Linked DNA regions of Mus musculus: region 2 is linked to region 1. Evidence: chromatin contacts called from public HiChIP or PLAC-seq data. All regions are on one chromosome and are shown on one strand. Each heading gives the region's core, a stretch centred on a gene start, on an enhancer-like site or on the middle of the called end of the contact. The rest is flanking DNA. Distances are from core to core; before and after follow the strand shown.

Region 1 (6,365 bases), core at 1,599-4,098:
AGAGCTCAGCACTAAACACAAATACTCATGAGCAGCAGAAAATGGACTCAGCAGTCTGTATTTATATATATACATGTGCAGTGTGTGTGTGTGTGTGTGACAACGATAAAGATGGAAAGGTCTTGAATTTGATGGGGGGGGGGGGGAGACAGCACGGGAGGAACTAAAATAGCAAAGAAAAGGGAGAAAGTGACCTAAATTTAGTGCATGTGTAGGGGAATTTCAAAAATATATATAGTAAAATACATTTAAGAAAGAAAGAAAAATGGTTATTTTAACTGGTTCCTTCTCTTGCTTACAGACTCACATCCTCTTCCCATTTTTCTCTAAAATACTTTCTTATTTGCTTTTCTCCTACCAGTGGTGTTATTAGGAGTGGGATCTAGGTCTTTGTGAGAGCCCTGTACACTGCGCTACATTCCCAGCCATAACATTAAATTTGACAGCCAAAACAGAAGCGCGCGCGTGTGTGTGTGTGTGTGTGTGTGTGTGTGTGTGTGTGTGCATTCTCTCCACTGCCTCCCCCTGAAAAGAAAAAGTACTCAGTTTTTGGTTGTGGCAAACACCAGAGACAACATTGACCTTCACAGGAAACCAATGGCTTTGAGTAGAAACATGAGCTTTGTTGCCTGTACTAGGTTTTGTATCTTCACTCTGAAATTTAATTTTACTTAATTTATAAAACTAGGTCAATACTAAGAGAGGAAGTTTATGAGAAAGGAAGTTAACAATGGTCTCTTAATCTGTCTAACTAGTTAAACACATGGCATTTTCTTTGTGGGGTGGCTGGCTTGCCACAAATGAAGCCATCTCCAAATGGAGGGCCTTTGATGTCCAGGCTCTTCTTCCTAGTTGATGGGTGCTGCCAGGAGCGGACACGTCTCAATGCCAAAAAGCTTTAAAGTATTAATTAACAAAAACATCTTTAGTGGGTTCACTTCGTTGTGGTGACTCGGTGATCTCTTCAGTCAGGCATATTTTGGGCATGTTTCTGTATGTGTCCTGTTGACCACAATAAAAAACCAAAGCATACAGCTGTTTGTTGGGTAAGTGGTAAATAACTACACATTTGAGAGCTAGGATTTACAATTAGTGTGAATACCCACTAGGGTATAATGTGTTTGAACCAGGTTTACCAAGTTTTGGTCCAAATCAGAGCTCTAAGTCTTTCTGGCTGTGGCACACCCTGAAAATCAACAAAATCAATGTCACCTCTCTCAATTCCTTTCTTTTTTCTGGGTCTCACTTTCTCCAAATCTGAGCACTGGCCTCAGGACAAGAAATAATGTGCTCAACTCCACTTGTAAAGGCAAGCACATCTCCTGTCACTTCTTCAGAGTTCCCAGAGTAACACCCTCACTCTTAGATGGACTTTGAAAACAGGCCAAATTAAAAGTCCCCAGGACCAAGTGCATCCACTTTAGGAACACGTTAGACAACATGAAAGGCGTAAAAGTCCTTGGGTTATCTGAATGTTGGGCAAAGGTTTAGACACTGGCTAACAAAGTGGAATGGGGGCTGATAGGAAGGAAGGCTTGCAAGCTCGCTTCTATTTCAATGCAACATTTCTTTGTCTCGTCATCTTCAGCTTTGGAGAGAGAGAAAACTGTTCAGCAAAAAAAAAAAAAAAAAAAAAAAATCTATCATCTCAACATCATGGAAAGCCATAACCAGCTGCATATCCTTTTATTTTTACTTTTAAATCAGAAAAAAACTTTAGCCCTGTACCATGAAGTCACGTCTGAAAACAGTGTGAACATTTTATTCTGTGTTATTTATTACAGTTTCAAAACATAAAAGAATTTTAATGTTGAGGTTAGCAAACATCCTACTGAGAGCTCCCAGGAACTCGCCGTGTATGGATGTAGACTGGTCCCACGCATCATCACTCTAGCAAATACAAGGGATAACAGAACAGTTTGCAACAGCTGAGGGCCAGAGGTCAATGCGAGTCCCCTCAAACTGCTTCCATGCATGCACATCATACTCTTTGGATTTGATGACCTAGCCTATTTCAAGCAAGAGGGGAACTAAGATACAGAATAGCAAGGAAGTGAGATACAGTGGCCAAAAGGCGGGAGCAAGCCCCAGCTTGCCCACTAGCTGCCCTCCAGTCTTACATGGCTTGACTGTGCCAGATGAAGAGAGCTGAGGAGGGCCAGGAGGGCAGGCTGACAACCATGAACCCAGCTCTTAGAGAGCTACAGCTAAAGCTACCTCCGAGGGAGGCAACCTCAGAATGCCTGGAACCTCCTAGCCCTTTGATCCTCAAACGCTAAGCCATAGTCAGGTGACCCTTTTGTTTTCAGAGTCTGGTTTTTCAAATAAACACAGGTACCCAACTGTAGGGAAAGCAAGAATCAAACATTGAAAAGCTCGACACAATCAGACTCACAAGACACATAGGCAACTAAGTACTTGCTGGTCCGCCCACGCCTCAGAAATAACAGCTGGTGGCCAACCACCACCTGGATATCTATTTTTTCCCTTTACAAGCCACAAGCAGCCTGTTGAGTGTGGCTGACGAACAATCAGCTCAACAAGCTAGACGGAGCACACAGTAGTGGCCAAGGCGGGGGCGGGGTGGGGGAGGCGAGTACATGGTTTCAGTGACACACAGGGTCAACATGTGGGCGGGAAGGAGCCAGTACACAGAGAACTGGCCCTGGGCATCTGAGATCCACAACCCACACTTTTGATACCCGTCACTAAAATAAAAAAAAAAAAAAATTAAGTCACAAATCTTGGCACGTGGACAATGAGGCAGGGAGCTCCTGCCACTCCCACTCCGTCTCCACTGAATCTCCTTTCTACAGTCACTCTCAGTCTCTGTAGGGTGAGGCAGTACAACTGTTTTCACTGTGTGGATGACCCTGGCTATGACACACAAGTGCTTAGTGGGGAAGGACGGTGAGTCTAGCTCTCCCTGCGCTGTGGGTCCTTCCTCAGGGGCACTGTCTGAAGATTCCAGGCTCTGCCAGGACCTGAGTACCACAGTCCCTCTGAGGCTCTAAGGTTTGTTTCCATGCCCTGTAAAGAGAGCTAGAGCTTCACACCTTGGCCATTATTTCTCAATATGGCTTCAGATTACGGGTGTTCCATACCATGTGTGACAGCGTTACAGGTCACCCAGCTCTTGAAGAGTATTTTATCGATTTAACATATTTGGGTTTAGAATCAGTTTGCCTGGATGTGTAACAACTTTGAGTCAGTTTTATTATTTTTTTAACATCACCTACAAATAATATACTCCCCTTACTGGAAGCGAGCGATCACCATCCCCACCCTACTGGCTGATCCATGGTAGGCTGAAGTAGGTTGGAAAGAGTAAGTTTCAACTTCCTTCAAAGCAAGAAAGTTCACGATTCCGCTAACTATGGCTAAGGCAATTTTTGGACTTGCCACTGTAAGAATTGTGGTTTTATTTATCTCTGCCTCACTTCCTCATTTAAAGGACAACCCACCACAAATACTGTACTAAATCACCCTAAAATACTCTGTCAGTGCCCTTTTCTCCAAATGGCAGATTTAAAGTATTACTTACACGGCCAGACATTTACAAATTATATTTAAATTATGGCTAGTTGAAAAAACGCCCATGGCTGAGAGCAAATCCCTCCTGCATTTCTGAAGTGAAGTGAGGTTAGACATAAATACTACACACACACACACACACACACACACACACACATACACACACACACACACACACACACACACACACAAATGGGGGGTCTACTCATCTGTTTCTCTGAAAAAGACACCAACGTATTTTTTCCAGCCCAAGTTGAATGATTGTGGTTTTTATAAATATGATCTCAAAGGTAATAGACTGAACCTTCTTTTTTATTTTAATATTTTAATTGTGTGTATATTGTGTAACTATGAGTTTGTGCATACAGTCCCTGCAGAGGCCAGAGGGGGTATCAGACACCCTGCCATAGTTTCTGGCAGCTATGAGCCACCTGACTTAGGTGTTCGAAACAGAGCTTCCTTCCTCCGTAAGAGAAGGACACAGTCTTAACTGCCGAGCTGTTTCTCCAGCCGTATTTCTTTTCTCCTTCGGCATCAAGAGGAAGTAATCCATAGGACCTCAAATTCTGAAAGGGATCAGTCAGTGTCAGTCTTGATGCTTTCCCATGTTGGGAAGCTATTCGTGGGAGAAAAGGAGCTCTGAGCTATCTTGTTATTAATGCCCAAGCACATCAAATGTATTACATGCGGATGGAGTAGCCAAGACCCCATTCTTCATGAAGCTGCTAGGGCTACTCTGGCTGATACCACTAGAACAATCAGCCTTCCCAGAAGACAAACCTAAGAAAGAAGAGGAAAGGGAATGGGGAACACACAATTCCAACGAGTGGAGATGCCCTGCCTAGATAATACTGGCTCTGTATAGGAAGTGTGTGTGTGTGTGTGTGTGTGTGTGTGTGTGTGTGTGTGTGTGTTCATCATGCGCAGTGGGGTCAGCTAGATGTGGTATCTGGACATCAGAGTTCTGCCCACATCCCAGAAAGTGACTGCCAGGAGACACCTATGAATGGCCAGAATAAACCTGCAGGAAGAGCAGCCACTCCTCCAACCATTCTCTTCCCCAACCTCATACTAACTCTGTATGTTTTACGGAGAAACTGTGTTTGAAGGGGTTTAACCTGCTTCCAGGCCTGTGGTTTGTAAGTGCCAGAATAAAGTTCTGATCCTTAGTCAATACGAATGCCAATTTTTATGTTTGCTACTACCAGTGGTAATAGCAAATGAGCCCATTTCCCTTGGGTCTGCAGGCAATAAAACAGAGATGAGACCAGGAGTGGGAGGTGAGCTGAGATTCCCTGCAAGGTAGGACAGGAATGGAGTTTCCTTAGAAAACCCTAGAGAAAGATTTCTCCCAAGGTCAAAGGTGCAGGATCCGGGGATCCAGGGATCCAGATTTGATGTGGCTTGTCACTGGCCGTCACCTCTTCAAAACAGATGACCTTTGTGTAACCAAACAAGCAGTCTCTGGCGCGCACTACTCCTTACGGAGAGTTGAGGGGGTGTGCCTGCGTCTTCCTCCCTAACCAGGCAGGCACTGCTGAAGACAGTGCTTCAAGTCCCAACACTAAATATTTACTCAACCAATTCAATCTTCCAGTCCCAGGGTCAAGTACATAACTGGACCTCATAGCCTGCACCACAGCACCCTCCCATGCCCCCCACACTAACAGGCTAAAAATTCCATTACTGAACATTACTTCCCAGGAGGTGCTAAACCCTACACTGCCGTATCCGAATGACACGATGTGTAGTTTTAATTGGGTCCCCTTTCAGAACTACAAAGCAGGCACCTCTACCCCCATTTTTCAGTTGAGGACAACTGACTCCAGAGAATTCAGTCCACTGCTACGTGGCTGGTTAAAGAAGATCCAGACTTTAACCCAAGTTGCATAATCTTTCTGCTATCTCTCTGCGCACCTGTTAACTCTTGTTACAGCTGTTCATGTCTAATTAAGTGCAGGAAACATACAAGAGTATTGATTTCAGTGCACCATGCTCGTCACGCCGATGCTCCTGAAGACACGCCCACTGGCACACGACACCATTACTCTCTACAACACCAAACTGACTGATTGCCACTTTCCTTCTCCATTTTCCAACACTCAAGACACTGTGTCCAAATTACCGCTCTGCTTACATGGCCAAGTGCCTTCATCCTGCTTTGAAACGTGATTTACTAAGGCAAGATCTGCAGGGCCACTCAGACTAGTTGGCAACTCTCTCTGGTACTGGCCAAGTCAGTCCCATACAAGATTTTAGATGGTTTCCATGTCCTCTCCCTACTTTAAATGATCCCTCTCCCTCTCTTGAGACTTCCTGGTGCCCCTAGTGCCTCTAAAGAGTCTTCACTAATGTAGAGAGAGGGGACAGGGGACAGGGGACAGGAGACAGGGGACAGGGGAGAGGAGAGAGAGGGGAGAGGAGAGAGAGGGGAGAGGAGAGAGAGGGGAGAGGAGAGAGAGGGGAAGGGGAGAGGAGAGAGGGGAGAGGAGAGAGAGGGGAGAGGGGAGAGAGGAGAGAGGGGAGAGGGGAGAGAGGGGAGAGGGGAGAGGGGAGAGAGGGAGAGAGGGAGAGAGGGAGGCACAGAAAATAAAGGAGCCCTGCTTTCAGGCAGCTCCATGGAAGCAGGAATATCTTGTAACCTGAACACCTCCCAGATAAGATGTGACATTTATGCAGACAATGGCAAGTCCCAGCAAATGGCAGTCCTAGGTCACTGTGCAAAGAGATTACCTGGTAAAGGAATGTCTGTCTCTGTCTCTCCCCAGCCACCCCCCCCCCCCGGAATTAAAAACCATTCGGCTATTTCCACCACACCCCACAATCCAATT
Region 2 (6,311 bases), core at 3,359-5,858, 670 kb before region 1:
CCACAAGATGCCACTCCATGGCTGGGGGCGGAGCCTGATAGGTTGTGCATTCCTACTAGTCCCTAATTGATCAGGTGATACTTTATTTTCAGCTATGATTTTGGCATATGATATCGTAGGACATGATCATATGATATTAATTCACTCTGATTCCTGGGATTTTACTGTTTAAGAAATGGGGGTGGGAGTGGGGAGGGGGCAGAATGTGCAAATGGTATTCTAGGATGCGGGCATGCACAGACAGTCTCCAGGTCTTCAGACATTTCGGTGCCCTACGACTATGACCTCAATAGTGCCTGTGGCAATGAGAGTTAGCATTACATGGCTCTTTTACACACATTATTTTTTTCACTTTTAGGATGCAGACATTAAGGCTCAGAACTCACCAAAATTCCTAAAACAAGTAAATGTGGAAAGAATCATTTCATTCTTGGTTTCTCTCTCTCTTCAAATTTCACCTATTGTTCATCAACTGTGACACTTTACGCTTAGATGCTAGAAATCTAGCAAAAAACACTAGTTAATTTTTTTTTTTTGTTTTACATAGATTAGATTTTTGCGACTTCTGTTAGATGAGTGTGCATGTGTGCTTACTTAAGTCTCTCTTTGAGATTACCTGTTTGGATGCCATCGCTGGGATGATCTAACAACTGTGCCCAGCAAGCACTGCTGTTACTGTATCAAGCAGTTGGCCTGCATAAGCCCCTCCCCTCTTTATGGTTTTGTTTCAGCTCCCAGGTCCTGCGGTTCAGGCTTTTTCCTGTGTCCTGCCGAAGGCACCTGCATCCCTAGCTCCTGGGTGTGTGACCAGGATAAGGATTGTTCCGATGGTGCAGATGAACAGCAAAATTGCCGTAAGTGGTTTTAGAGAAAGGGTTTTTTCTTCTTCTCCTTCTCCTCCTCCTCCTTCTTTCTTCCTCTTCCTCTTCCTCTTCCTCTTCCTCTTCTTCTTCCATCTCCAGTTAGTGTGCTGTATACAGGTGACACACAGAGAGCTGATTTTTCATCACCAAGGCTCTGGAACTTAAACTATCTAGTGATATGCTGGTAATCTCATCCTGCTAATCTGGTTCAGAGGCCGGGTCATATAAAGTGTGTCTATACAACAGACTTAGACCCCTGAAGCTTGGAACTGGTTAGCTTGTCAGGCCTTAATTTGAAGTATAAAATTAAAATAGTGGTAGTGAGCAAGCCCCATCTCAGGATGGTCCTGCTATTCTTTGCTCTGTGGGCTGATGAGGACTCAAAGCTATGCTTAGGTCCCAGATCTTTCTTTTTGCCTGTATTTTATATTAAAATAGATTTCTGTTTGCGGCAGGAAATATGTTATCCACAAGCACCAAAAGAAATCATGTTCCCACTGGAACCTGCCCTGGGAACATGGAAGTTATTTCTGATTGATTCTTCCCTCTCTTTCATTGGCCACACTAATTTACCATTTCCCACCTGACTTGTCCCAGAATCTTTCTTAGGCTCAGAAATCCCTTCCATCCCTCCTCTCATTCTGTGCTTGGCACCTGAGCTGTCTGCTGCTAGACACTGCTGCCGAGATCCAGTTAGACCGTGTGCCTGCACATACCTTAAGCAGAGGTGTGAGGACTGCTGTGAGCTTGAGGCCATTGGGCTACATAATGCTTTCTAGGCCTGCCAGGGTGACAGAGTGAAATACTGTCTAAAAACCGAAATGACAATAGCCAAATTAAATACCTTACTAAACCCCTTTTCGAGCCATGATTTGGTTTCCAGTTGCCTCATGGAGATAGCAATGATGCTTCCATGCCTTCCTTCCTGGTCCTTAAATTGTTCTTGGGGCAGAAAGCTTGCTGTTCCCAGTCATAGCCTTCTGTCTTTATGCATGCTATCTAGGTGTTCATTGTCTTTTGTCCAGTTGTGTCAGCTAGATGCTCGCCCACAGCTCCCTGTCTATTCTCCTCCTATGTGAGAGGAAGTTGCCTTTGCCCTCCTTCTCACCGCACACCCTTATTTCCCGTTCCCTGCAAAGTTACTGAGGCTGGTCTGGAACTTTGATCCTCTTGCCTCTACCTTGCCCTTCCATGTTCTGGCTGTACAGTCATGCCTATTACTCCTTCCCATGACACCAGGACTCTATTTCCTGCGTGTCTGGGAGCCACTGCTGCCCTTTCCTTTTTTAAAGGTATTTATTCACTTATGTGTATGTGTGTTTACCTGCATGAGTTTATGTGCACCGTGTCCATGCAGAAGCCCAAGAAGACCAGAAGAGGGCATTGGATCCTGGGGAACAGGAGTCATGGGTGGTCGTGGGCCATCATGTGGGTGCTGGAAATTGACCCCTGGACTTTTTGACAGAGGAACAAGTGCTCTTAGCCACTGAACTATTTCTCCACCCCTATACTTACCAGTCTTTGGTTAACGCCCATATCTTATTCACCCTCTTTTATACACCTTTTAAATTTCTGTAGTGCTCAACACATGTTAATAACTACAGTACAAAATACCTTTGCTTTTGCATATGTCCCTGTGAAGTATACATCCAATAGATGCTTGTTTTTGTCTTCCCCTCCAGTATCATTATTCATATTTGGTAAACATCAATGGCTACTCTATGTTTGGTAATAACTGTAAACAAAGTTCTCTGTTCTTCGCAGCTGGGACCACGTGCTCAAGCCAGCAGCTGACGTGCTCCAATGGTCAGTGTGTTCCCATCGAGTACAGGTGTGACCATGTCAGTGACTGCCCCGATGGCTCTGACGAGAGAAACTGCTGTGAGTCTGCTTTGCCCAGTGCTTGCTTTCACCTTTGGCATCTTAATCAACTTGCTAGGTTTGCTGATGGACAGAAATGCCTACAATACGCCTCTTGTTGAGAGCTCTTGGCAGATTCTTTTGTGGATTAGGGGTGATGGTCTGATGGCAGTTCTCTTTTAACAAGGCATCCTGTTTTTCCTGTCTTAGCATGTCAGGTTTTTTTGAAGTAAGAAACTTTAAAACATTAGCAGAATTCCCCAAGCTTATTGAATCATTGAGCACAGCATCCATTTTTGGTCAAAATCTATAGTTTTTATATTTAATTGCTTTGGTCAAGTTTCGAGGTAAAATTTCGTAGTTTTTTTTTTTTTTTCTCTTTTTGTGGACTCTGTACGTTCCAGAAAATACTTTGGAAAATAGTTACATTTTGAAAATGTATCTCTGTATAATGGCAGTTACTTAGATCAGTTTGTAATGGATTGACACAAAATAGGACATATAAATCATGGTATTCTCTGCACAATGTAAATAATAACAGTCAAAACAGAAACTGCCGCATTGTATACTATGAAAAAGGCAGAGAGGTTTATACAAAACCGGTAGGCACTGGGTGTAACGGGAGGCAGAAACAATCAGGTCTTTATGAGTTCCGGGCCTGCCACCGTGTCTATACAGCAAGTTCTAGGCTGGCCAGGGTTATGCAGTGAGACATAACCTGTATAAGACACAGAAGTTTGGGCTGGGGCTGCGACTCTGTTGGTTGAGTGGCTGTCAGGTAGCATGACCTGGATTGGATCCCCAGCTTCGAATACACCAGGTGTGATGGTCCACCCCTGTAATCCTAGCGTGGAGACAGGAGGATAAGGAATGCCATGCTGTTTCTTTTTACTTTGGATGTTATGCATCTAAGTGACTGGACACTGGCAATTTTAGAGATGATAAGGCCTTGGTATTTTGTGAAGCAAGCAATAGGTTCTTTACCACACAATGGTGATATATGGCATATTGTCGCATTTTGTGAATTCTGATCATTATAATTCCAGCTATTAGGACAACAGGACAGGTGAAATAGTCTTCTCCAAATAAAAGAACTAAAACTTCAAAGGGTCTAGGGGCTGTTCTAGGTCTCAGTTTGTCTTCCGGTTCAGCCTGGCCACTACCAGGAGAAAGGGCCATCTTTCACAGAGAGCTCCAGGGCTTTGTGTCACCAGCACTCGGACTGTGTCCTTTTCCTTTATCTACAAATGTGTAAAAATGGTGCTTCATGCCAAATGTAGGAAAGGAATGCTACTTTGAGAGAGTGAAAGGCAGCTGAGAGTCTGGAGCATTTCCGTGTGAGCACCCTCCAGCCAAGGCAGGGTCAGCTAGCACAACTGCATTGGATCTTCCAGGGGTTGGTGATGGTGGGGGTCGGGAGGAAACATGGTAGGATATGAGGATGATGAGCAGCCACAATAAGAGAGGGAAGGGGAGGGACTACACACACACACACACACACACACACACACACACACACACACACACGAGTATGGGGAGGTGAGTTCTCTCCATGTGGGTTCTGGAGATTGAACTCAGGTCGTTAGGCTTGGCAACAAGTGCCTGTGTCTACTGATTAAGGTCTCACCAGACCTTAATCAACCTTTGAGATGCAGATTTTTCTCTCAGTGCAAGGGCTTGGTGAGGGAAGGAGAGAGATCCAGAGTCAAGATCCCTGTTCCTGGAATGAGACAGTGCCAGGAGCTCTTCAGTGCACGCACACAAAAGCCTTAAGCAAACCTCACATATTTAAGGAGATTTGCAATGACTCCTCTGTTAAATCGTATTTGCTTTTATGTATTAGATTCTCCCAGATGAGGAAGTTAGGAACCTTCACACTTCCTCCTTAGTGCTCTCATCTGCTGTGGGGCTGGAACGATGGCGCCCTCTGCTCCCAGCACCCATTTCAGACAGTTCACAACTGCCTGTAAATCCAGCACCAGGGGGTGTGGTGCCTCCGGCCTAGTGGGCATATACACGTGCATATACACCCTCGAAGACACACGTGCATACCACGTTAAACATCTTTGAAAAACGTTTAGGAAAGTGCCAGTGTGGGTGTGTATGGGAACCACAAGAGTTCGAATCTCTTCAGAGAAGGAGCTGGTATTCACCAGCTACCCGGCAGGCAATCACCGTACAGCAGTGTAATAAGCACCCTTGTTCCACATGGAATCTAAAGGCAGGGTCAGGATTCCAATCCACAGCCCAACAGCAAGGGCACGCATGTCTCATGCATCCCAGACTGGCCTCAATCTTACTGTGACCTTGAACTCCGAGTCTTCCAAAGTGCTGGGGTTATAAACATACTACCGTCCTTAATTTATGCCTTGTATTAGGAATGAAAGTTTATAAAAATTTATTGGCTTGAAGTGTATGTAGCTATATATTTTTTTCCTTTTCCTTTTTTTCCCCTTGAGATGAGGTCTCACTATGTAGCTCTGCTGTCCCAAGTTCATAGAAATCTACGTGCCTCTGCCTCCTGAGTACTGGGATTAAAAGCTACCACACCTGGCTGATAGTTTGCATTTTGAAATGTTACTCTTTATGGCTGCTTTTTTTTACTGTGGAAGTTTTTTTTTTTTTTTTAATTTCAGTTAAACACCCTACACATAAATAAACAAAACTCAGAAGAAGGAGGGGGAATGGGGAAAAGGGAAGGGAGGGGGAGGAAGAGGAGGAAGTCCTTCCTGTTAGTTGTCCTAGAATTTTCTAGTCTGGTTTTGATTCTTTGCATTCTTCACCTCTTTTTTTTTTTTTTTTTAAGATTTATTTATTATTATATATAAGTACGCTGTAGCTGTCTTCAGACATCCTAGAACAGGGTATCAGATCTCATTACAGATGGTTGTGAGCCATCATGTGGTTGCTGGGATTTAAACTCAGAACCTTCAGAAGAGCAGTCAGTGCTCTTAACTGCTGAGCCATCTCTCCAGCCCCATCCTTTACCTCTTTGTCCTTCACCACGGTTTTGTTTTTTTTTGTTTTGTTTTGTTTTCTGTCTCCTAGAAATTAGCTGTATCTAATGTTGCCAACTCTGGCTTCAGTGACACCAAGACTTGAGATTTCTAGACTGTTCTATGCACTGCAGGAAATGTCTATTAGATGCCAGGAGTGTATCCCCAACAGGACATCTCAAATGTCTCCTGGAGCAAAGCCACCCTCTTGCTGCTCTAGTTGAAAATTGACTGATAGGCAGAATGAATCGATGCCTGGACCTTCAGGAAGGGAGTGTTACAGCAAAGCGACAGTCCTCTGTAGAGAGTGCTGTGTGCCAAGCTGTCTCTATGCCTGTGATGTCCGTGCTGGTGAGATCCATTTCATCAGATTCTTAGCTGTCTTAAACATGAGTTTGGATGCATAGCAGCCGCTAGTTGCGTTAGTGTTCTTATGTGATCAGGGGTTAAGCCAGACACATTTTCTCTTGTTGAGTTCTTCTGCCCCGGAGTCATTGCTTGTGGACAAACCCAACACAAGCGTATGAGATGACTTTTGTTCCTCTTTTCGTAGCAATAAGAAACTGGGTCTTGAGCTGTCAGATACCTAGAA

Evidence for each region. HiChIP or PLAC-seq counts read pairs in DNA pulled down with a chosen protein or histone mark.
Region 2: a contact with region 1 is called in an H3K4me3 HiChIP or PLAC-seq map of bone marrow-derived macrophages, with 5 times the contacts expected there. The contact joins two enhancer-like sites. A contact is called at or near these places in 3 of 115 datasets of contacts at active chromatin or transcription factors (bone marrow-derived macrophages, embryonic forebrain and stem cell-derived neural progenitor cells).

The regions. Positions count from the first base shown.
Region 1 is chr2:68,870,319-68,876,683 of GRCm38.p6, reverse strand. The region is part of intron 1 of Cers6 (ceramide synthase 6); the gene reads right to left. Among named protein-coding and RNA genes, the nearest start is that of Cers6, 12 kb to the right of the region's middle. Within about 2 kb of position 2,848, at least 146 of the 459 cell types and tissues checked have an H3K27ac peak or open chromatin away from gene starts, as enhancers often do. A contact at or near this core is called in bone marrow-derived macrophages, where this site is marked.
Region 2 is chr2:69,545,373-69,551,683 of GRCm38.p6, reverse strand. It overlaps Lrp2 (low density lipoprotein receptor-related protein 2), which reads left to right. Exons shown (of 79, transcript NM_001081088.2): 3 at 732-854; 4 at 2,628-2,744. Among named protein-coding and RNA genes, the nearest start is that of Lrp2, 38 kb to the left of the region's middle. Within about 2 kb of position 4,608, at least 2 of the 459 cell types and tissues checked have an H3K27ac peak or open chromatin away from gene starts, as enhancers often do. A contact at or near this core is called in bone marrow-derived macrophages, where this site is marked.